Regions from separate parts of the Gossypium hirsutum genome. Here all the other regions are linked to region 2. Evidence: chromatin contacts called from public Hi-C data. All regions are on one chromosome and are shown on one strand. The core of a region is the stretch at or near the end of the contact, and the rest is flanking DNA. Distances in the headings are between cores, read along the strand shown. Region 1 holds the start of LOC107896862 (ammonium transporter 3 member 1). Region 2 holds the start of LOC107896882 (actin-related protein 2/3 complex subunit 1A). Region 3 overlaps LOC107896860 (U2 small nuclear ribonucleoprotein A').

Region 1 (3,083 bases), core at 228-2,727, 620 kb before region 2:
TATTTGAAAGACGTTGACAATAAGTTCTTTCAAAATTGACTATTTGTCCCACTATTAGAGGTGTTCTAGAAATGTTTGCAATCAAGTAAATAGCTCTAAGAACTAATGGATCAGATCGAATTGTAAACTGGAAAGATTTGTACAAGTTATACATTTCGTTACTACTTTGTAGAAAATCATTAGATATGAATATGTTAGATACATGCGACTCGATTGGTGAAGGTGAAATAGTATCTCTCCTCAAAAAAATAGTTTTTTTTACCACTGCACAAATACAATATTTTGTTGCAAATGAACAAGATATTGAGGAATTGTCCATAAGTAAAATTATAATTATTGATACAAGCCTTTTCCACATACAAAGGGAATCTTTTGTTACAATAAAAGCAGAAGTGATGTGGATTATTCAAGAATCAAAATAGATTTGCTTTATAAAAAGAAGATATCAATGAACTTCTATGAAATGGTTTCACGGGATTCAGCCAATTGTCTTGATCGTGGGATATCATTGAGAAATAGGAATCCATGTTATCAAAAGATTTCCTGCGATTATTTCTAGTATGGAATGAGTCAATCATTCATTTTGGTATCTTATTGACCAAAAATGGTGATATTATTTCTCCATTGATTAAGAATTTTAGTTTTTGAGAAGCATTATGATCATCCAATAAGAAATGTTTCAATTTTTTCAACTGAACATTTTGAAGACCTATTGGTTCTAACAACTAATTGCAAAGCTGATCATTCAGACATTTCAGTTCATAGATGTGGATCTCAGACCTATGAATGGGGATATTCCTGAAACTTACAAAGAAGAAAAGAAATGAGTTAGACAAAAAGAGAAGCAACTTGGACAAAAAGAAATGAAATGACTTAGACAAATCTTTTTTGTCGATAACCTCAAACCAATCAATCGAATATTGATTAATACGTAATTGATCGAACATTACTTGAAAATGATTCCTGAAAATTCTTGCTCCCATTGGACCATTTTGTATCTATATGCATTAGGATCCTGATTCATGAATTTCGAGAAATCAAAATAAGAGGATCGAACCAATTTTTATGGGAAATACTTGGACTTCTATCATAAACATCATTTTATCCTATTAATTTTTAGAATTAATTTTAGTTTATTTTCGGTAAAAAGAAAAAAAATGATTTTATTATCTAGGTTTTTATAGAAACCAATTTATTGGCCTTACTTTTCATGTGTTGACTCAAAGCCCGCTTTCTTCATTTCCACCAAATCCCTAAATTCTTCTGAATTCAATGGCTTCCAATTGTCTTCCATTTTCCCTCTTTTTTCAAGTCTGTTTCCAATTTCATGACAAAAAAAAAAAACCAAGTTATTTTTGAAAATAAAAATTTTACCGTAAAAGATGAAAGAGATTGGTGGATGTAATAAGACAAAACTGCCGTTCTCTTAGATTAATCTTCAAAAATCACCATACGCAACCTGCTCATGCCTTCCTATAATGACACTGTATTTAATACAAAAAAGGCCTTTCTTAATACTTCATAATATATTATAATAATGATAACATCCTTTTCCTTCGAACAGCTTATTATATACTACAATCCAAGCTATTGATGGAACTTGGAACGTTGAACTAGCCTGCACTTTTTTTTTTTTTGGCTAACAAGCATGGCCGCTCTTCCTCCCAACCCAGTGCCAGTGGCCTACCAAGGAGGCACACCAGCAGTCCCAGTTTGGCTAAACAAAGGAGATAATGCATGGCAGATGATATCCGCCACGCTAGTCGGCCTCCAAAGTGTGCCAGGCTTGGTCATCCTCTATGGTAGCATTGTCAAGAAAAAATGGGCAGTGAATTCAGCTTTCATGGCCCTCTATGCTTTTGCTGCCGTAGTTCTATGCTGGGTGATTTGGGGGTACAAGATGTCCTTTGGGCATAAGCTTTTGCCATTTTGGGGCAAAGCAGGGCCTGCCTTGGGCCAAAAGTATCTTGTAAACCAAGCACTTCTTCCCGCGACGACCCAGTTCTACGATGACGGACGGGTGGAGACAGCTATGGTGACTCCATTTTATCCTATGGCATCTATGGTTTGGTTTCAGTGCGTGTTTGCGGGGATCACACTAGTTATACTCGCTGGATCAGTGCTGGGAAGGATGAGTTTTAAAGCCTGGATGGCTTTTGTACCGCTTTGGCTCACGTTTTGTTACACAGTGGGTGCATTCAGCTTGTGGGGCGGAGGTTTCTTGTTTCACTGGGGAGTCATGGACTATTCTGGTGGTTATGTTATTCACCTTTCTTCAGGGATCGCTGGTTTCACTGCCGCCTATTGGGTTAGCTCCTAATCTTAATTTCATGCATGATGTGTGCCTTTCTCATCTATTAATTAATTCAATGCAGGTGGGGCCAAGATCAAAGAAGGACAGAGAGAGGTTTCCTCCCAACAATGTTCTACTGATGTTGGCAGGGGCAGGATTGTTGTGGATGGGGTGGGCAGGTTTCAATGGTGGAGATCCATATTCAGCCAATGTTGACTCATCTATGGCAGTTCTAAATACAAACATTTGTGGAGCCACTAGTCTACTTGTTTGGACTTGGCTTGATGTTATTTTCTTCAAGAAACCCTCAGTCATTGGTGCCGTCCAAGGAATGATTACAGGTCTTGTTAGCATCACTCCTGGTGCAGGTATTAACCACCCTTCAACTTGCATGCCGCGTCGGACAGATATTGACTAATTCCATGATTATGTAGGTCTGGTGCAAGGGTGGGCTGCCATAGTCTTTGGAATTCTGTCAGGTAGCGTTCCATGGTTCACCATGATGATCGTACACAAGAGATGGTCATTGCTCCAACATATTGATGACACACTAGGAGTGTTTCATACCCATGCCATAGCCGGGCTTCTTGGCGGTGTTCTGACCGGTCTCTTCGCAGAACCTCAACTCTGTGCGATGTTCTTACCTGTGGTAAACTCAAAGGGAGGCGTCTACGGCGGTTCTGGTGGGATCCAAATCCTGAAACAATTAGCAGGCGGAGCTTTCATAATCGGATGGAACTTGGTCGTCACATCAATCATTTGTGTAGCTATAAACTTGATCGTCCCGTTG
Region 2 (3,395 bases), core at 765-3,264:
GTCAGGCACAGGGAAAAAGAAAGGAGGAGATCCAAATTACGGAACTTTCATTTGTACACATATATATATATATACACATATATATAAACAGAAAATTACTCACGAATTCCGATCATGAGATACAGAAACAATTCTGTTTGACTTTCCACTCCAGTCTATCCCAGAAACAATTTGATCATGCTGTGAAAATTTGACATAAAAAAAAATCATATTGATCAAAAATCAAACATAAAACAAACAAAACTTAACAAAGAAATGCATCAACATCCTTCAATGTAGTCACTTCAACACCCAGATAAATTTTCATTTTATAAGAAGAAAAATAAGTAACTAAACATGATGCTAGGATAGAATTTCCTTCCAAAAGAACAAGAAGACTAAACAGCCTTGTTGTCTTCAACACGAAAAGAGTGGATTATTTAGACTGTGGAGGTCCTCATGTTTTAGTGTTATGCTCAACATCCGTAGTTTAAAGTGCTTCCATTATAACTTGGTCTATCTCACCTAGTCACCTTTTAACTTGTTCTAAGGCATATCCAACAATTCTAGCATGGGCACATTTAAAGAATCAAAAGTATTATAAAATATCAGTACAATTTATTTCCAATCATTTGCAGTCCGGACAAGACTTTGCAATGAGTTTGGGAATCTTGGATCTCATCATGGCTTTTTTTTTCTTGAACTAATCTCATCATAGGCTGCTACTCTTTGTTCTCGCCTTTTAAATTTTAGCTTTATCACAACTACTGTAATCCCCATCACACAATTCAGAACCTAATCTAATAAATCTCCCGGTTGCTTTAGAATTCCCAACTTTGGTTTATAGAGCTTTCCGGTCCAGTTAAAGGTAAAAGAGGTAAAAAGGCAGACTAATATCATACCATAGGTTGAAACCCAAAAATTCATCAGACCTCCATGCTGTGGCAGTGCTTCTATTTACTTACTAAGAAAGGCTAAGATTTCAGACAAGAAACCATCATGTCATCTCATATTTTCCTTTTCAAGAAACATTTTTATTCTTAGTTAAAGAGAGGCTTCAACCTAGGTTCTAGACTTCTAGTCATATCCAATTTGCAAATTGATGTGTTCCAAAAGTACCACACAACATGACTCCAAAATGAAACTTCAAATAACTATTGGAGATGAGTTAAGACATACAGCATAGATAATAGGACTAAATCATAACTTGGTGGTCTATAGGGGAAAATTTTTGATAAAGTACCTTCTGAAGAACATGAACTTTCTCCCACTTGTCATTCACCAATCTATAAATGTGAACCTCATTATTATTTGGGCATAATGCTACCACTGCAGGCAAGAGAAAGTGAATTAAATATGTAGAAAACACAGAAAACAATATCTCATGCAATTTAAAATAAACAGAACCAAATCATTAGTTCTAAAATTCTCAAAACAAAAAAAAAGTTCTAAAAACACGCATCATTTTAATTAAACATGTATCATTAGTTCTAAATCCAGCATATCACCAAAAAATGGAGCAATATAGAATGAGAAAGTAATGTAAAGAAAGAGTAAATTGACCATTAATTTCATTTTCCTCTTCAATTTTACATTTCTAAGACAAATATCACATCACAATAACATTTAACTCAAATATATACATTCTTTTATTTCCTACATTTTCACAGCAACCAACCGAAACATAAAGATGAAGAGAGGGAATGGAATTTCGACAGAAACAAATTAAAAGAATGAATGAATTTACTGGAGTGATCGGGACTCCAAGCATGGCAAGTGATGCACTGAGCGAACTGGTGAACGGCGACGGCCGCCATTTTTAAGCTGATGAATTTGATATATTGAGCTCCGAATGAGATGGAGAGAGATCTCTGGAGAAGAGAAAGAACTGTGAAGCGATCTCAGCTTCGGTTTAAAGTCTCTGTTAACAAACGGAAAGCTTGAAAGACTAGACTAGATACCAAATACCAATAGAGGTGCGATTGGACAAGTTCTCACCCGTCGACTTTGGGGATTTTTAGATTTTGTTTTTTTCTTTTCAGCAGGTTGAATTATGGGCTAAACATTCATTTAGCCCTTATAGTTTCCACTTCTCATTTTTTTCTCCATTACCTCATTTCATTTTTTGATAAACTACACAATTGGTCACTTAACTTTCATAAATTTTCATTTTAGGCACCAAAATTAAAAAGTTTGCAATATGGGCATTGCCATTACATATATCATTGTAGTCACTTTCATTACATACTTTTATCATTTTAGCCACTGGCCTTTAATTTACCATTGCATATACTCATTTTAATCACTCAACTTTAATAAATTTTCATTTTAATCACTTATTTTCTTTTTAAAATTAATTTTTTTCAAAGAAAATATAGGTTTGACAATAAATTAAGTTATTCCGCTATGAGATGAAACCCAAGCTTTTCACTAATAACTTAATTTCATCTTTTCACTGGTAACTTAATTCCATGTAAAAACTCATATTTTTCCTATAAAAATTTAAGTAATTGCTTGTAAACCCCCCAAGCTTTTCCTTTACTGAAAAAAATTAAAATTAATTTCAAAAAAAGATAAAGGAAATTAAAAGATAAAATGTAATTTCCTATAAATAACAAAATAATTTCCTATAAAACATTGGTTTTCCCTTTTACTATAAAAAAAATTCTAAAAAGGGAAAAATAATATGGAAATGAAAAGATAAATTGGTTTTCTTGTAACAAACTAAGTTTATCCTATAATAACTAAGGTAATTCCCTATAAACCCCATATTTTCCCTTCCCTCTCGCTAAGAAAAAAACTAAAATTAATTCTAAAAAGAAAAAAAAAACCAAAGAAAATTAAAAATAAAAAATTATATTTCTAACCCAAATTTTCCCCTATAATAACCAGGTTTTTCCCCTTTCTAAAAAAACTAAAATTGATTCTTAAAAATGAAAAAATAAAGAAAATTAAAAAGATAAAATGAATGACCAAGATGAAAATGTACTAAAGTTGGGTTATTAAAATGATAAAAGTATGTAACAGCGGTGACTAAAATGATAATTGTATGTAATGATAGTGCCCATTTACAAAATTTTTATTTTCGATACCTAAACTGAAAATTTATGAAAGTTAGGTGATTGATAAGGGATAATTATGTATATCTAATTATTGTCCTCTCATGCTTGTTTTAGCTTACTTTTGAGTGAAATTGAATTGTTTTAAGGTCAAATCATGTTTTAGGTCATTAATGGATATGCTTGTGTTTTGTGTCACTTTTATTATTTTGATGTTATTTTAGAGTTTTGGTAATATACGATGCATAAATTGTGTTTTTGATAATGTGTTGATGACTGGAAGACTAAGGACATAAAGGTTTGAAGGCTTGACAAATAGAAAGTCATGCCCCAGCATTGATTTGCTTGACGTCGCGA
Region 3 (3,482 bases), core at 905-3,404, 560 kb before region 2:
GAGGTTGCAAGACTTGAAAAGGTGATTACTTAATTGCAGGAGTGGCTTTTAATGACAGTTGTCGTTTAGATTTCTTTCTTAATTCTAACTTCACATTCTGGATGTCTCTTTGCTTGAGCAGGCATTGCAGACAGGTCAACTTCCTGCAGATTTGAAGATTCCCGGTGATGATACCAATGCTGCTAAAGGCGGAGATGAAAAAAAGGTTTCTGATATTCAAAATGAGTCCAATGTTGAACCAGATAATATGGATGAAGACAAGAATGAAGAACCTGCACCCATGGAACAGGTATGTTGATATTTACCATGAGGATTCTGAATTTTATTTGTGCTCATATGAGCTTTTTGTGTAGATATTTTAAATTGTTTTGGCTTATTGGAAGGTTTGGTACATGCATCCTTATATGCATTCTGTTTTAAAGCTTAAACCGAAACTTGAATGCTATAACAGTTATTCGCAAAGATTTTTTTCAAGATAATAAATTTACCTTAATGACTTATGGTAACAAATCTGTTTTTATGTATTTTTATTTGTTTTAATGGACCCTTTATTAATTACTTGGTTAAAATTAATTTAGATGTCTTTATTTTTTTAATAGTTCTTATCTCCCTTAAAATTGTCTCTGCTTGACTTTTCATGGTCAAGCATATCCAGCTTTGAACTCTTTTATATATACGTGTTTTAAACGATCCTTTATTATTATTTTAGTTAAAGTTAATTTAAATGACTATATATTTGCTACTACTTTGATATAAAAGTTGTTATTGATTGATTTTTCATGAAGTATATCCAATTTTAAGCTCCTTTTAGTTTGAACTTGTAAGTGATTAAATGAAAAAAAGAAAAGAATTTCCGAACTTTTGAGTGAGGGAGTTTATATATGTACTATATAGAATTTGATCGCTAAAATACAAAATAGTTTTAAGACAAAATTGATCAGTCAAAAGTCGAATAGTTTTGTATCTCCATGATGGTGAGAATATACTTTTTGTTGATGTATCTCCATGATGCCTGTATCCTTATTTTGTAAAAATCACTGTCATATAGTTTCTTTTTCTGTATTGCATCCTGTGTATGTGTGCATGCATATTTTTAAAAATGGCTGCCCGACTTAATTTAAGTGTTAGGTAGAATGGGGTTTGGGTAATTTCTGCCCCATATATTAAAATAAAAACAAAAAGGGAAACAGCTAAAAAGTTATAAATGATCTATCTATTAACTAGCTTAAAAGATACAAAGCATCCTTGAGCTCAAATTTGACTTATAACAAAGCTTGAAAATAAAAGGTCAGCTAGACCATTTTTAAGTTTGATGATTGAGCTAAAAATGGTTTGAGTGTTGAGAAAATTTTATTAAATTTTGTCTGGGATTGTAGTTCAGTGCGAAGTTGCTCAGATCCTTAGACTTCATAGACAAATTTTCATGACAAGTTAGTTTCATGTGTGATCAATATATAGATGATTTTATGTGTTTTATCTTGAAGTAAGTTTCACGTATATGAATGTATTGATGTTTCTAATATGTGTTCATGTGCCATGTATGGTTAATATGGTAAGTGGTCTCATTATTTATTTATTTATTTATTTTATTTGTTGTTTCAGGAATAGCAGCCAATCAGTTGGGTGCATTGTTGAATGGCAACAAAGGATTTGGGATATCGATTTTCGTAGTCTAAAGGATAGTACTCAGCTCTATTTTGTTTGGATATTGAGATATGGATTATAGCTCCTTTGTTGTGCTACTGGTTTTGACATAGTTGTGAATGCATCTGGCGTGGATTTTATTAAGTTGATCCTTTGGATATTAGACTTGGTGCAAAGGTGATGGGAGCGGAACGCCCAGAGATGGTTGAGAATATGATTCTAAACATCGAATCAAATTACAAACTCCAATCTTATATTCACATTATAAATTTCAATTTAATTAAAAGTGATAATTATCTCATTGAAAAGAAACATCTAATTTAACCCAACATGATTTGTGGTTAAGTATTCTTTCAGTTTCAAAAGAAATTGGAAGCACCTGGATCTGATGTAAATTCGAGAGGTAAAAAATTGTGCAAGAATCGCTTGTGAAAGAATGCCCTCTTTGGCTCTTTGATAGAAGGAGCTGTTAGGGGAATGGGATTGATGGAAGAATTGGACAAAGACTGTTTGGGACGAATACGCTGCTAGTCTTTTGGATGCGGGATTTCCGCTCTTAGGGGAATATCCGCACTTTTAGTCCACTCTGAGACATCTATTAGACCGTGGGGCATGAACACGAAGGGTCGACTTTCACGTGCCTTAGAGGAGAAATTGACTTTTTTCTTTTATTTTATTTAAATTAATTAAATTGTAAATTTTGGGCTGGAAATTTATTTGGGTTTTCGTTGCCATCGTATGGATATGAGCTTTAGGCATTTAAATTTTGGGTATCGACATTAGTTTTTATTTATTTAAGAAATAGATCAGTTTATACTGTTTGAAAACTCAAAACCCAGCACCGATTGATGAAATCACAAAAAATGATATGTTTGACCTACACTTATCATGGATTCTGACATTCAACTTGGTCCAAAGTTGTGTCTGAAAAATGAGAAGATTTCAATAAAAAATTAGATTTAAAAAATAGATTTGGGAAAAAAAATAAAATTTATTTAGAAAACAAGTTAGTTCTTGGGTAAGGTTTATTTTTGGTCTAGGTTAAATTAGGTCAAAATTTGCAAAAAGAAACTGCTGTTGTTTTGCTGTAACGTCACAAATATTGCTACTATTTTGTTATTATTATTTGGTTATTGTATAATTATTGTTTTATTTTTAATTTTACTACTATTTTATTGGTATTTTCTTGTTAAGTTGTACTTATCTTAGAATTATCTAAGTATAAAGACTATTTTTTTTAAAAAAATATTTTCAATTTGTTGAGAAATATTTTTTTAAATATTTTTTGTATATTTGACGTATTATATTTTTTAAATTTATTTTTATATATAAAAATAATATAAAAACCAATACGGGCGGGCTAGTCCAGGCTCGGGTTTTAACTTTTTTATTTGGGCTAGGGTTAAACAAAATTTTAGGCCTATTTTTTGGACCGAGTCAAGCCTGTGCCTATAAAGCCGACTTGAAATTTTGTTACTGACTCAACCCGACCCGACCCATATCACCTTTTAACTTAACCAAATAAATTGATAAATGACTTAATTTAGTTAAATTAATTCGACTTATTTCGATTTAATCAGTTAACGGGTTTTTACACCCCTATTCATTCATAACAACAAATACCTCAATCAGTCAATTGCCAAAAGAAAAGAAAAAAAAAACAGAACACAAGCAACAAAAAGGCCAGGGCCATATGAATTTCTTAATAGACTTTTTACTTGGGTTCATGGTTTTTGATGTTTCACCATTTTAAAGTAGTTTTTTTTCTTTAAAAAATTCGGTTAAATTATATTAGTTGAATGGTTGAAGCAATCAAATCTTAGTTTAATAGGTGGATC

The links. A called contact is a pair of places that touch in the nucleus more often than the background predicts.
Region 1: a Hi-C map of leaf shows a contact between it and region 2, with 2.6 times the contacts expected there. The contact joins the promoter of LOC107896862 here to the promoter of LOC107896882 in region 2. A contact is called at or near these places in 3 of 34 Hi-C or Micro-C datasets (hypocotyl and leaf).
Region 3: a contact with region 2 is called in a Hi-C map of leaf, with 2.1 times the contacts expected there. The contact joins the enhancer-like site here to the promoter of LOC107896882 in region 2. A contact is called at or near these places in 15 of 34 Hi-C or Micro-C datasets (callus, hypocotyl, leaf and 2 more).

The regions. Positions count from the first base shown.
Region 1 is chrA10:89,755,061-89,758,143 of Gossypium_hirsutum_v2.1, reverse strand. LOC107896862 (ammonium transporter 3 member 1) reads left to right here and starts at 1,477. Exons shown (of 3, transcript XM_016822159.2): 1 at 1,477-2,308; 2 at 2,376-2,661; 3 at 2,728-3,083. The coding sequence starts at 1,649.
Region 2 is chrA10:89,133,935-89,137,329 of Gossypium_hirsutum_v2.1, reverse strand. It overlaps LOC107896882 (actin-related protein 2/3 complex subunit 1A), which reads right to left and starts at 2,014. Exons shown (of 15, transcript XM_016822180.2): 1 at 1,727-2,014; 2 at 1,223-1,308; 3 at 104-180. The coding sequence starts at 1,796.
Region 3 is chrA10:89,695,718-89,699,199 of Gossypium_hirsutum_v2.1, reverse strand. It overlaps LOC107896860 (U2 small nuclear ribonucleoprotein A'), which reads left to right. Exons shown (of 8, transcript XM_016822156.2): 6 at 1-21; 7 at 122-289; 8 at 1,603-1,788. The coding sequence ends at 1,608. Among protein-coding and RNA genes, the nearest start is that of LOC107896860, 7.4 kb to the left of the region's middle. Within about 2 kb of position 2,154, at least 7 of the 9 cell types and tissues checked have an H3K27ac peak or open chromatin away from gene starts, as enhancers often do. A contact at or near this core is called in hypocotyl and leaf, where this site is marked.